Regions from separate parts of the Mus musculus genome. Here region 1 is linked to region 2. A link is a contact called in public Hi-C data. All regions are on one chromosome and are shown on one strand. The core of a region is the stretch at or near the end of the contact, and the rest is flanking DNA. Distances in the headings are between cores, read along the strand shown. Region 1 overlaps Celf2 (CUGBP, Elav-like family member 2). Region 2 overlaps Fam107b (family with sequence similarity 107, member B).

Region 1 (5,492 bases), core at 571-3,070, 3.0 Mb before region 2:
TCCCTACCCAGAACCAACACTGTTTTCAGAGACCTCGTTTTGGGGGAAGAAAATTCTTACAGGAACCACAACACTGAAAAGGAAGTAAATGTGTTAACAGTTTTGATAGATACATTTCTCTAAAACATATATTATCTAATACATGTATCCCTTCCAGAAAGATTTAAATTGTGTTTACTAGGAAAATATTATGATAAATGCTAGTAATTCGGAATTGGTCCTGTTGCCATATTTCACACACACACACACACACACACACGTGTACATGAGCATGGCTGCATAAGAAAGTGAATATGGCTAATCATTCTCACTTTCCACAGGACTTTTGAAGGTTCTTCTTTAAATCAGCTTAGTTTGGTATTTGTTTTCTTTATGTCTGTGAGAATGTTTAGCAACAGAATATGGGTTTATTTAAAAGAAAATATAACCCACATGCTTGACTGCATTGAGAGTAACCAGTGAAAGAACAACTACATTGTGCACACCACTGCTGCCCTCCAGGCACATTGTCCTTCTCCCTGCTCCTAATAGAGACAGGGAGCATCCAGCTTCAGTGTTGACACTGAGCAACATGCTTCAGTGGGACAAAACAAAACTGGACTTTGGGGGGTTTGTTTATTTGTATATATTTTAAAGTCTTTTGTAAAATACTCAATAAGGAATTACATTTTATAGTGAAGGGCCATTTTGTCCTTTCTCTTTCCGACTCCTTAAGTAACTTGTTCACTTTGGTGATGATACTGATTAACCCAGGACAGGATAAGGAGATCTTTTAGCTCCTGCTGTTTCCAAAACATTTCCCCCATACTGTAATGAAAGGGGAGGAGAGGTTTGTGGGCAGTTACAATCTCCATCGATCCTGAGGGAAGCTGATGTGTTTTAACAGTGGCCTTAGAGGGCAACCATGTGTAGCTCAATTCACACAGCCTGATTAAAACAAGTAATAAACAAACAAACAGCAGCACAGGGTTCCTGGGAGAAGGTAAACTTTGACTGGGAGCTCTTGCCACATTACCTGCTGCGTGCCCTCTGTCCTACTGCAGTGTCACTTGGTCTTTTACTAAGCAACCCAGTTAGGCAGAGAAAAGTAAGTGCCATTTCCAGGCCCAGTCCCCACTCCTCGCCAACCAGGCTGCTGAGTGTGTTACTCTCTTTGTGAAGTGGACATCTGTCAAACGGGAGCTCAACTGTGACTAGCAGTTCATTTTACACAGGCCATCATACAGCTGCCAGATGGTGACAGGCCTTAGCTGTTTTGTGAGTCCAGTGTGAGTTGTTCAACTCGAGAAGTGGAAAACACAGTCTTTCCACAAGCCTATGACTCTTCAGAGAAAATGCTTCTGGAAGCCAAGACTTTGCTCTAATCTGAGTGAAGGTAGAAAAAGACTTAAGAAAGGGTAATGAGTAAATATACCACATTTAAAAATTGCTTCTTTTAGGTTTTAGTCTTTATCTAATTGTGCTTTAATCTGTGTTTGGAAGCACTGCTTTTAAGCCAGACATGCCAGACTTTAGAGTTAAGTCCCAAGGCCAATAAGTTTGAGATCATTTAAGAAACAAAAGGGGAGTGCCATGGCAGAACCTAGTTGTCTAACCAAGCTCAGTGCCATGGCAGAATGTGGTTGTCTAACCAAGCTCATCACTAGTGTGTGGACCTGCCACACATCCTCAGGACTGGGATGCTTGGGAGATAAGGAAGAGATACTGGCTCTGGCTTCCTTCACCATGCATCAGCCAAGGAGCTGCATGAGAGTGAATAGAACTGTGGTGAGCTGCCCTAGCAACAGTCCTGTGCTACCGACTCTCCATCACATGTCTGCAATGAAAACACTGTGCTTTGAGAGGACTTTAAAGTCAGGAAACCGTTAAACCACACTGCATCCTCCTTTGCCCTCAACCACTCCCCCTCCCCCCCTCAGGAAAATGGACCCTCTTTTATAGAACAGGAACCTGAAACAAAGATTAAGTGGTATGTTTGAACAGAGTTTATAATCCCAGGAAAATTGCTGATCTAGTCTTAAAATCTAACACATCTTTCAGAGTAATTTTTAATGTTCTTGCTTCTTTTACCTAAACCATGTGTGTTTCTTGTGACCTTGATTTAACCTTAATAGTGTATATGAAGTTCAAAAGGCAGCTTAGCCTCCATCTTTTTTGTTCCTGGCATTTTTTTTTTCAAATAAAAAGAGTCATATAATATTATACTGTTAAAAATCAAAGCTCGATGAACACTTTGAAAATCTTTTTGAGTTTTTAAGACTTATTTTCATAAATCTTCATACATTTCTTGTTAGAAGAATGTCTTTTGTATTCCAAAAACTCCTATGCCTCGATCAGTGTCTAGAATGAGAGAGACATTCAAAATTCTCCGAAGACTGACTGAATGAAATGAGCTCTACTTTGTGGCTTAGCACTAGCTTACCCGTTTTTAGTTATTCTCACCAAGCAGGCACAAGCTTCTGTACATCTGTGCGCTTACACTGCCATCCCTATGTGATAGACAGTGTGAGGTAGCCTGGAAATACAAGGACAGCGTGGTCTAGGTCCACAGCGTTTTAATACTCTTTTAGAAATTGGAGTAGAGTGTACCATTTTATAGTTGAATTTGTGTTTGTCTGTGCTTGCACATGCATGTATGTATTATAGAAAGGGGAATTGTAACATTCTTTTTTAAAGCTGTGACCAAAGAAATGATATTAACAATAGTAATGTACAAATCAAACAAAAGAATATCAGTACTGTTCTGTGTTCATTTTCGATGTGTGCATTACCTTGCCAGATACACACTAAAAACCAGACTTCTAATAGTAGAACTTACTAGGTTTCAGGGAAGGCTGCACCTAACCTCTACTCAGCACAGCTAAAAAGGAAGTTTTCACTTGGGCTGGCAAGATGACTCGTTGGTTAAGTGTGCTTGTTGGACAAGGCTGATGATTTGAGTTTGATCCCCAGGACCCACATGAAAGGGGTCGGTAAGGACAGACGTCACCAAGTTGTCCACACACACCTTTTTTTTAAAAAAGATGTTTGCTCTACCCACAATCCTGCTGTGATGTCTGTTAGCACTCCAAAATGTACAGAACTGAGGCGCTTCTTATGTGTGGTTCTATTTATTGACGCATTTATAACCCTCAGTTACTTGGGACCAGAAGGAGCAGACCGACAGTGCGTTTTATAAATTGCTGAACTGACACTTTTGGTACTGGGGCATATGCGCTTTACTAGCTTCAGTACATCTCTGTGCCAGGTTTAATTTCTGTTTCCCCTTCGCCTACCAGATAGAACACTAACTTTACATAAAAGGTATGGACTTGAATGATGGTATAACTGAAAAAGTTACTGGTCATGATTGAGAACAGGGTGTGTGAAGTAAGATCGTAACTGCCCTCAGTCTCTGACCTCCAACCCCTCCATGATCTAGAATAAGCTGCTTGATTTCTCCTGCCTTAGCTTCCTAATCAACAAAGCCGCACGGGGTTGTTACACAGTTAAGTAAAGGAGATCCTAATTTAGAGCACTCGTGGATGCCTTATGTCCAAGAAGCTGTTTCTTCAGCTGAGGAAGCGGAAGTACAAGTTAGATGAGAACAGCCTTTGTTCAAAGCAGTTTGGCCTTTCAGTAAAAGCAGTCCTCAGTGTCATGGCAGTAATTACAGCATGGATACTTAAAGACTGCTTATGTGCCTGGATAGTGCCAAGGGCCTACTCTCCACTCTTATTACATATTCTCACAGAAATATCTAGGGCACGTTGTGCCTCCCTCGATACCTCGTGTGTTCTGTATTATGCTGCAGTTGTGTGTGCACTTTTATTGAACTTTCAGTTTCTTGCTTTCAGAGGCCATTTTATCTATTTGTCTTTTATATTCATTTGTTGCTTCTGTTTGTTTCTTAAGGCAAAGTCCTATATCCCAGAAGGGCCTTGAACTCAGAATCTTCCCACTTAGCCTCTAAAGAAACTGCAGATGTGCATTACCATGCCCATGTGGTTGTTTTAACCCATCAGTACATTTAGAACTCAATGCAGTGCCTTCACACAGCCAATTACTGTAGAGAGAGAGAGACCTATCTTATCCCAGCAGCTCATCTTTTTCTTTTCATATTTGAAATACAGAATCCATTGTATTCCTGGTTTGAGTCAACTGGTAGGCACACTATGGAGCATGAAATGATATTGTTTCAACTAAAACAAAAGTAAGGGAGTCACTTTAGGGTGTCACTGTAGAGTGAAGCACTTTGACATTTAAAGTGAAAAAAGGAAGAAGAACAACTTGGTGTGTAGTCTCAATCTCTTCCACAATAGGATCTGGGCCTCTCAGCAGTGTGCTCACCTGAAACCCTGCCAGTCCTACAGATGTTTCCTTTGGCTCTGGTGTGAAGAACCATGCTGCAGTCCTCAGAACAACTCTGTTCTGACAGGGACTGATGTGAAAGGGAGGTGACCACATACAAAAATGACCTCGTAGTTTCTACCCACTTCTAGTTTCTGCTCACTGAGTGCCAACACATCTACCATTTTTATGAGGCTGTGAAAACCCCACTTTGTGAGTGTGTGCTTGGAGCTGTAAGGTGATGATGGGCTTTACCTTAGGGTGTGACCCTAGAAGATCCTCGAAGGGCGTGATGAATGGAATTCTTCCAGACCTCAGAGTTGCTTTCTTCCTTTGTTGGTTTGTTCCTTGTTTACCTTTGAGAACGTAGATTGTGACGCACAGAACCAAATTATTATCAGGGACAAGAGAGGACAGACATAAAGAACGACTAGCACGAAGTTAAGATAATCGTGCAGAATGTTGTAATCTCTAGCCTGCCATGTCTCCTTGCAAATGTTAGCTGTTCTTTGGAACTAGATGATCTATTAGCAAATGGCTTTACATGTGCTTTACATACATGTCTTTCTACTGTCCTTCTGCACAGCAGTAGTCATTGTACTTCCAGTCAGTGACTCTCACAGTCCTGGGGTATCTGTGACTCCTGCTGCCTTGCGTTCAGTCTTGAATTCTGCTATTCTGACTTACTCCTGCTCATTCAGGTTTCCTGTGACCATTCTGTAGTCTTTACAATGGCCTTTTCAAAGCAAGTTTTGAAAACATAGTTGATAAGCAGTATGTTTTGCATACGTAAAATCTAATCTAAAATGTGGTAAGTTGTAACATATGTATATACCTGTGAATTCATCACTATAATCTAAATAGTAGACATATTTCTTAGCACCTGAAAGCCTCTTCAGGCTATTTGGAATTACCACCACCACATACATACATACAAAACACATTAATTTGTTTTCTGTTGCTATATTTTGGTTTTTATTTCCCCACATTTACTATATCAGTAATAATCCAGCATGTACTTATTTTGAGTCTGGATCTTTGACTAGCCAGTAGTTCTTTTGAATCAATCCTTCTTTCACTTTCCTTTCCTTGCTAAGTAGCATTCTATTGAATGGATATACTAAACATATGTTCTTTATTGTTGCCACCTGAAGCTGTTGTTG
Region 2 (5,805 bases), core at 2,410-4,909:
CACACTGACATTTGTAAATGGCCACAGCATCTGGTGGGGTTCCAGAAACAGAAGGTACTACACCACCAAGGAGAAAATCTCAAGTCCTAGAAACAGCAAAATCGGAGAATCATAATAGTACTCAGAAGGCAGGTTTCTAACCGCACTGAAATATTAAATATTTAACTTCAAAGGGGAAAGTAACTAAGAATCTCACGATTGGAATAAATCGGGTAAAAGCCATGAGAGCTGAACGGATTACTGGCCAGCATCTACTACCACATTCAACCTGACAACCATAAAACTGCTATCCAGAGCAAAGCCAAACAAACACAAAGCCTACCTGTGCAAACACAGGCGTTCTGTATTCCAGACCCTCTCTCTGATGTAAAACACACAGCAGCAACATAATTTTAAATTCAAGTTGAGCTAATCCCAGTACTTGGGAGACTGAAACAGGAGGATCAAATGTTTCAGGTTAACATACATACATACATACATACATACATCATTACCTTAATTACATGCTTATATTACAAATGCTAATTATTCCCGCCCCCCCAAAAAACCTGTTTGCACAAGAGGGTTTGTATAGCTTCTGGGAACCTGCCCCCAGTTGGTTCTGAATGGTAAATAAAGATGCCAGCAGCCAATAGCTGGAGAGGACAGACAGAGGCAGGATTTTACGGACCAGGAGAAGAGGAAGGAGATCTACCACACCTTAGGAGAGAGGAGACACAGAGGCTGCCATGGGGTATAGAAGCCAGGAGAGCACCCCAGACTCTGCTTTAAGAAAACGTGGCCCAGAAGGCTGACAAATTGGAGTTAAGAGCAGCCAAGATGGAAGACAGAAACTAGTAAGTAGTAACTCGGGATTATCTGAGGGAGGTAGAGTCTAGCAGCACGGAGGCTAGGCAGTTAAGCAGCTATTGTTCTGCTTAGGGCATGTTAAAATGTAAAGGCTGTGTGTGTGTGTGTGTGTGTGTGTGTGTGTGTGTGTGTGTGTGTGTGTCTGTGTGTGTGTGTGTGTGTGTGTGTGTGTGTGTGTGTGTGTGTGTTTTGTTCCAGAACATCAACCACTGAGGTGGGAAGCAACCCTGCATTGGGTTTATTAACTAATTATTAATTCAATACCTTATAGCAAAACATTAAGGAGTAGGGATATAACTCAGCATGGGCAAGGCTCTGGGTCAGGTGGTCTCACTCCAAAAGAAATTTGGCTGCAGGGCTTGAGAGATGGCTCAGTTCAGTGTGAATCCTTAGCATACATATAAAGCTGAGGCTAGGAGGTCATTAGGAATGGGCTCTGACGGCTATGCCCACCTGCAGTTCTGCCCTATTCTGTTTATGTCTGTCCCAGTGATCCACCGACAAGATGGCAGAGAATCCTCTGAAACCTAAAACCAGCTAGCCTGGAATACACATTAGAGACAATGGGAGCCTGTCTTCAACAAGTAACCCCAAGGTTGTTCCCTGACCTCCACATGGGCACTGTGCTGCACATTTGCCCACATAAACACATGTGCACACACAGACATACACACATTTTATATACCATCTACACCGAAAGAAAGGAAGAGAGAAAGAGAGAGAGAAAGAGAGAGAGAAAGAGAGAGAGAAAGAGAGAAAGAGAGAGAGAAAGAGAGAGAGAAAGAGAGAGAGAAAGAGAGAGAGAAAGAGAGAGAGAAAGAGAGAGAGAAAGAGAGAGAGAAAGAGAGAGAGAGAGAGAGAGAGAGAGAGAGAGAGAAAGAGAGAAAGAGAGAGAGAAAGAGAGAAAGAGAGAAAGAGAGAAAGAGAGAAAGAGAGAAAGAGAGAAAGAGAGAAAGAGAGAAAGAGAGAAAGGAAGGAAGGAAGGAAGGAAGGAAGAAAGAAAGAAAGAAAGAAAGAAAGAAAGAAAGAAAGAAAGAAAGAAAGGAAGAGAGAGAGAAGGGAAGGAGGGAGGAGGGAGGGAGGGAAGGAGGGAGGGAGGGGGGAGGGGAGGGAGGAAGGAAGGAAGGAAGGAAGGAAGGAAGGAAAAGAAAGAAAGAAAGAAAGAAAGAAAGAAAGAAAGAAAGAAAGAAAGAAAGAAAGGAAGAAAGAAAGAGAGAGACAGAAGGACCATCCTCAGTGTCCCATGTAAGAACATAAAATTATTTTAAATGTTTTGCCATTTTTTCAAGAAAACTAATGGCACTATAAATGTTGAGTTGTACATATAAATTAAGTTAGCTATACAAGTACATAAATAAAGTAGAATTAGAAAGTCAAAGGATCCAATACACAAAGTGGGTCAGGAATAATGTAATTTCCAGGTCTGAAAGTTAACTGAATTACCTGCTTCCTGGTGTCCAGAACCAAAAAGTTACATATTTTTCATTTGCAAGAAAAAAAAATAGCATCCAATTTTTCTCTAGGGAAAGGAAAAAAACTCCTAGCACACGGGTGTAGAAGCCATTTCCCACATGGCTTAGCTAAAGAACAAAGAGCAACAGTGCAGACAATATCCTTCATTCATCCACACACAAATGCAAGTACAATGAACACATGGCTACTTTCCTAATTTCTATTTTTAAAAAAGCTGTTAAAGGCCAAAGGCATAGATTATGCCTGGCTTTCAATTCACTTCTCCCAGAATCTTAACTTCAGACCAAGATGGATCTCAAAATAACGTATTCTGCAGAATCTCCCCAAATATCCTTTCCGTCTGCAAACTCACTGAGACAGAGGAGTATTCAGCCATCCTCAGGGATGAAGAGCTAGAGAGCCCATGTCCTGCTACTTTAGCTAGCCTGAGAGGAGGTTCCCCAGGCTGAAGGACACCTTAGGCTCCAGTAAATTAAGGACAAACACACCACATGCCTGTGTGCACAGAGCAAGCTCGTACAAGATGGAAGGGCCAGCAATAACAAGCACACACACACTGTCTACAATGTACCTGATAAGCTTTGAGGACGGGAAACAAAGCAGGTGAAGAGGGACCAAGGCCTCTGCAGGCCTTTCCAGAGAGGTAGCTAGGGAACAGGAAAGGCCTAGGCAAGTACAAGAAGGGACATTAGTGGAAACCAGGCCAAGGACAGAGCAGCAGCAAGACCAGACTTGGACTCACCCTTATACGTGGAGACCTCAGGTCTAGCCTCAGACCACTAGAAACCAACTCTTCTAGAAAATGTCTAGAGACATCCCTTTTGATGCAGCCTTATACAGACACCTAGACGTGCCTGGGACGCCTACTTCCTGCATCCCTGAAGGTTTCCACACCAGCCAAGTGTTTTAAAATGATGTCCATTTGGTATAAGACATACTGTAAGGTTCCATACTGTTTACAATTGCAGCAGATGTCTGTCCAGGTTGGCCATTTCAATTCTAGCTTAGTGCTGGCGGATCCTTTGTGACTCTTCTGGTTGTGGGACACTAGAATAAACCTCTGTCCTCGAAATTAATAACACTGTTATTATCCTGTGAATATTGAATCTGGATGTGGAGGGGTGGGTCGATTGGACACACCACTCAGCTTCAAAGTGCCTTAGCTGTGCTGTCCCCATAAATGCATGTAACGTTTCCAGAAGGCTCACTCGGACATGACTAGAAAGTAAACACGCGGGCAAGCCTATGTTCAAGAACAGAGCTTTGTGGTACATGCTCTCAGTGCCAAGCACCTGCAATGTTGCCAGCTGTCTTACTGAGTGCTTTCTCTACACGGGCACATGGGGCAAGTGACTGCACTGCTGTGAACCCACTCAAGGGCACCATTCCTATTCTACTCGCAAGGAAACAAACTCAGGCAGATAGATACTTTACTTGCCTGGTGAACTGCAGACACAGAAGGTGGACCCAAACAGTGGAATTCCATCCTCTCACACCGTGTCTTAACTTAAAGCACTGGAAAGAGAAAAGAAGTGAGGATAGACCCCTTGGCTAACGAGAGCTGGGGTCTCACTAAGATCCAGATATATGCACCCCAGACTGCAGGGCGTCTACCTGTTACTAATAAGGGGCATGCAGTGCAGAACCACGGGACAGACCGCAGAGCTCTGACAACAGGATACGGGTGCACCTTCTGAGCACACACTACCGACTCCCCAGCTGCCCTTCTGGGTTTTAGTGTGTTTTAAGGGTTTTGTTTTTGTCTTGCTTTGTTTTTTAAAAAGGGACACACCACTCCACCCAAATCATCAAGATAGGGTGGGTGGAGACGGGAGACTCACTTGCAGTTATCAAGCAGATGGAGGAAAAAGGAAAAGTTCAGCTAGAAGCAGCTACAGAGGGAAGGAAAAGAAACCCAAGTCCATCTCTTGCTAAGAAGACCTTCTGAATTTCAGCCCTGTGGGACACTTTTAGGAGCCAAGCTTGGATGCTATGGTTGAGATGCCATTCAAAGAGCACGATGAGGCTTTCTCCCTGAGGCCTGCTGGTGTCACGGCCCTTAGGGAAACGGACTCAGGATGCGTGAAACAAAAATGATAGAAACACAAAAGGAGACACCGCCTTATAAAGGAATTCCCAGCTACTCCTGCAGATCTCAGCTTCCGACAAGCACCAGCTGAGGGGAGTGAGCTAGACAGGGCGTTCTGAAGCGCACTCAGCCCCCGTGGAGATAACCCCACATCCGCCTGAGTACAGCCACATCAGTGTCAGGAGCCCAACTTCAGGAAGCAGGAAAGCCCTACAGGGGACTCAAAGATTGGAACAACAGATTCCTGTTTCTAGCCAGACCTGGAAAACCTCAATGCATAATCAAGTGAGCACAGGAACAACCCCACGGTGGGAAAGGCATGTCCCATGGGAACGCTTTCCCATCCCACAGCGTTCAGGACCCAGGGTCTTCCATCCCCTTGCACCACAAACAAAGACACCTCGGGCATGGTAATAATCTACATATGGTAGCCTTCAAATAAAACGGCTCAAATAAAAACCTCACTCTTGAAGCACCACAAGTACCATAAGCCTGGGGCACTTTCTGCCTGAAGAAGCAACTCTGAGGACCCCAGACTCCTCCCGCTGACCTCACTCCCTCACCCCTACCTTCCCAGAAGTCAAGGAAAATAAGGCTTCCCAAACCAATTCTCACCAGGCTGGAAAGTAAAAGAACTCAGCGTCCTCTCCTTCTTCTTCTGCATTCCCCTGCCTCCTTTTCTATACAGTCCTAGCCAGCTATGTCTTAAGGGGTTTACTAAGCTCCTAGGAGCTCCCAGAAAAGACCACTGTCTCCTAAGAGAATCCAGAAGAGCTACAATAACAGATATCATGGCAATATGCTGGACTCAAGTTTCCATATTAGCTGAGCAAACAGACAGTCATCTAAAACAAACCCAGAGAAGAGAGCTCAGGGAACCACAAGGCACAGTGTCTTTTAGAATTCAAACAGTAAATATGCAAAGAGAACAACCAGGTCTCTCCAATGACGGTCAACACACCACAGAAGCCCCTGTGGGACAAATCTTCACTCACACACGCAATGAGTATCTCTCTGCAACCATGTGCATGCACGCTGGGTGTCTGTATTTAACAACTACATTCACATCACTGCTTTAAGAGTGCACAAAGACGCTGTTACTAACAATACCTGGACTAATCACTCAAGCCTGGACAAATACTGACCCTGTGCTAGTTTCTTTCCTGCTCTCCGCCTGCCACTAACACGGGACCCTGGATCTCACTTGCTTGAGCATAGTGCTACTCTCAACCAGCAAACACTTCTCAAGTAGCAGGCCTGTGAGAAACAGCAAACACCCTAGACAAGGTCACCTCTCAGCTTCAGTGCTCTCCTGGCTTTGGGTGACCAGTTCTGGTTGGTTATGTGCTAGATTCCTGACCTCTACCAACACTGTTCCTTCTCCCATTCCCACT

The links. Hi-C and Micro-C count contacts between places; a contact is called where the count stands out from the background.
Region 1: a Hi-C map of CD8 T cells shows a contact between it and region 2, with 5 times the contacts expected there. The contact joins two enhancer-like sites. A contact is called at or near these places in 2 of 484 Hi-C or Micro-C datasets (CD8 T cells and natural killer cells) and 2 of 115 datasets of contacts at active chromatin or transcription factors (memory CD8 T cells and regulatory T cells).

What each region holds. Positions count from the first base shown.
Region 1 is chr2:6,703,824-6,709,315 of GRCm38.p6, reverse strand. The region is part of intron 2 of Celf2 (CUGBP, Elav-like family member 2); the gene reads left to right. Among named protein-coding and RNA genes, the nearest start is that of Celf2, 180 kb to the left of the region's middle. Within about 2 kb of position 1,820, at least 128 of the 459 cell types and tissues checked have an H3K27ac peak or open chromatin away from gene starts, as enhancers often do. A contact at or near this core is called in CD8 T cells, memory CD8 T cells and regulatory T cells, where this site is marked.
Region 2 is chr2:3,729,680-3,735,484 of GRCm38.p6, reverse strand. All of the region lies in intron 1 of Fam107b (family with sequence similarity 107, member B), which reads right to left. Among named protein-coding and RNA genes, the nearest start is that of Fam107b, 19 kb to the right of the region's middle. Within about 2 kb of position 3,659, at least 86 of the 459 cell types and tissues checked have an H3K27ac peak or open chromatin away from gene starts, as enhancers often do. A contact at or near this core is called in CD8 T cells, memory CD8 T cells and regulatory T cells, where this site is marked.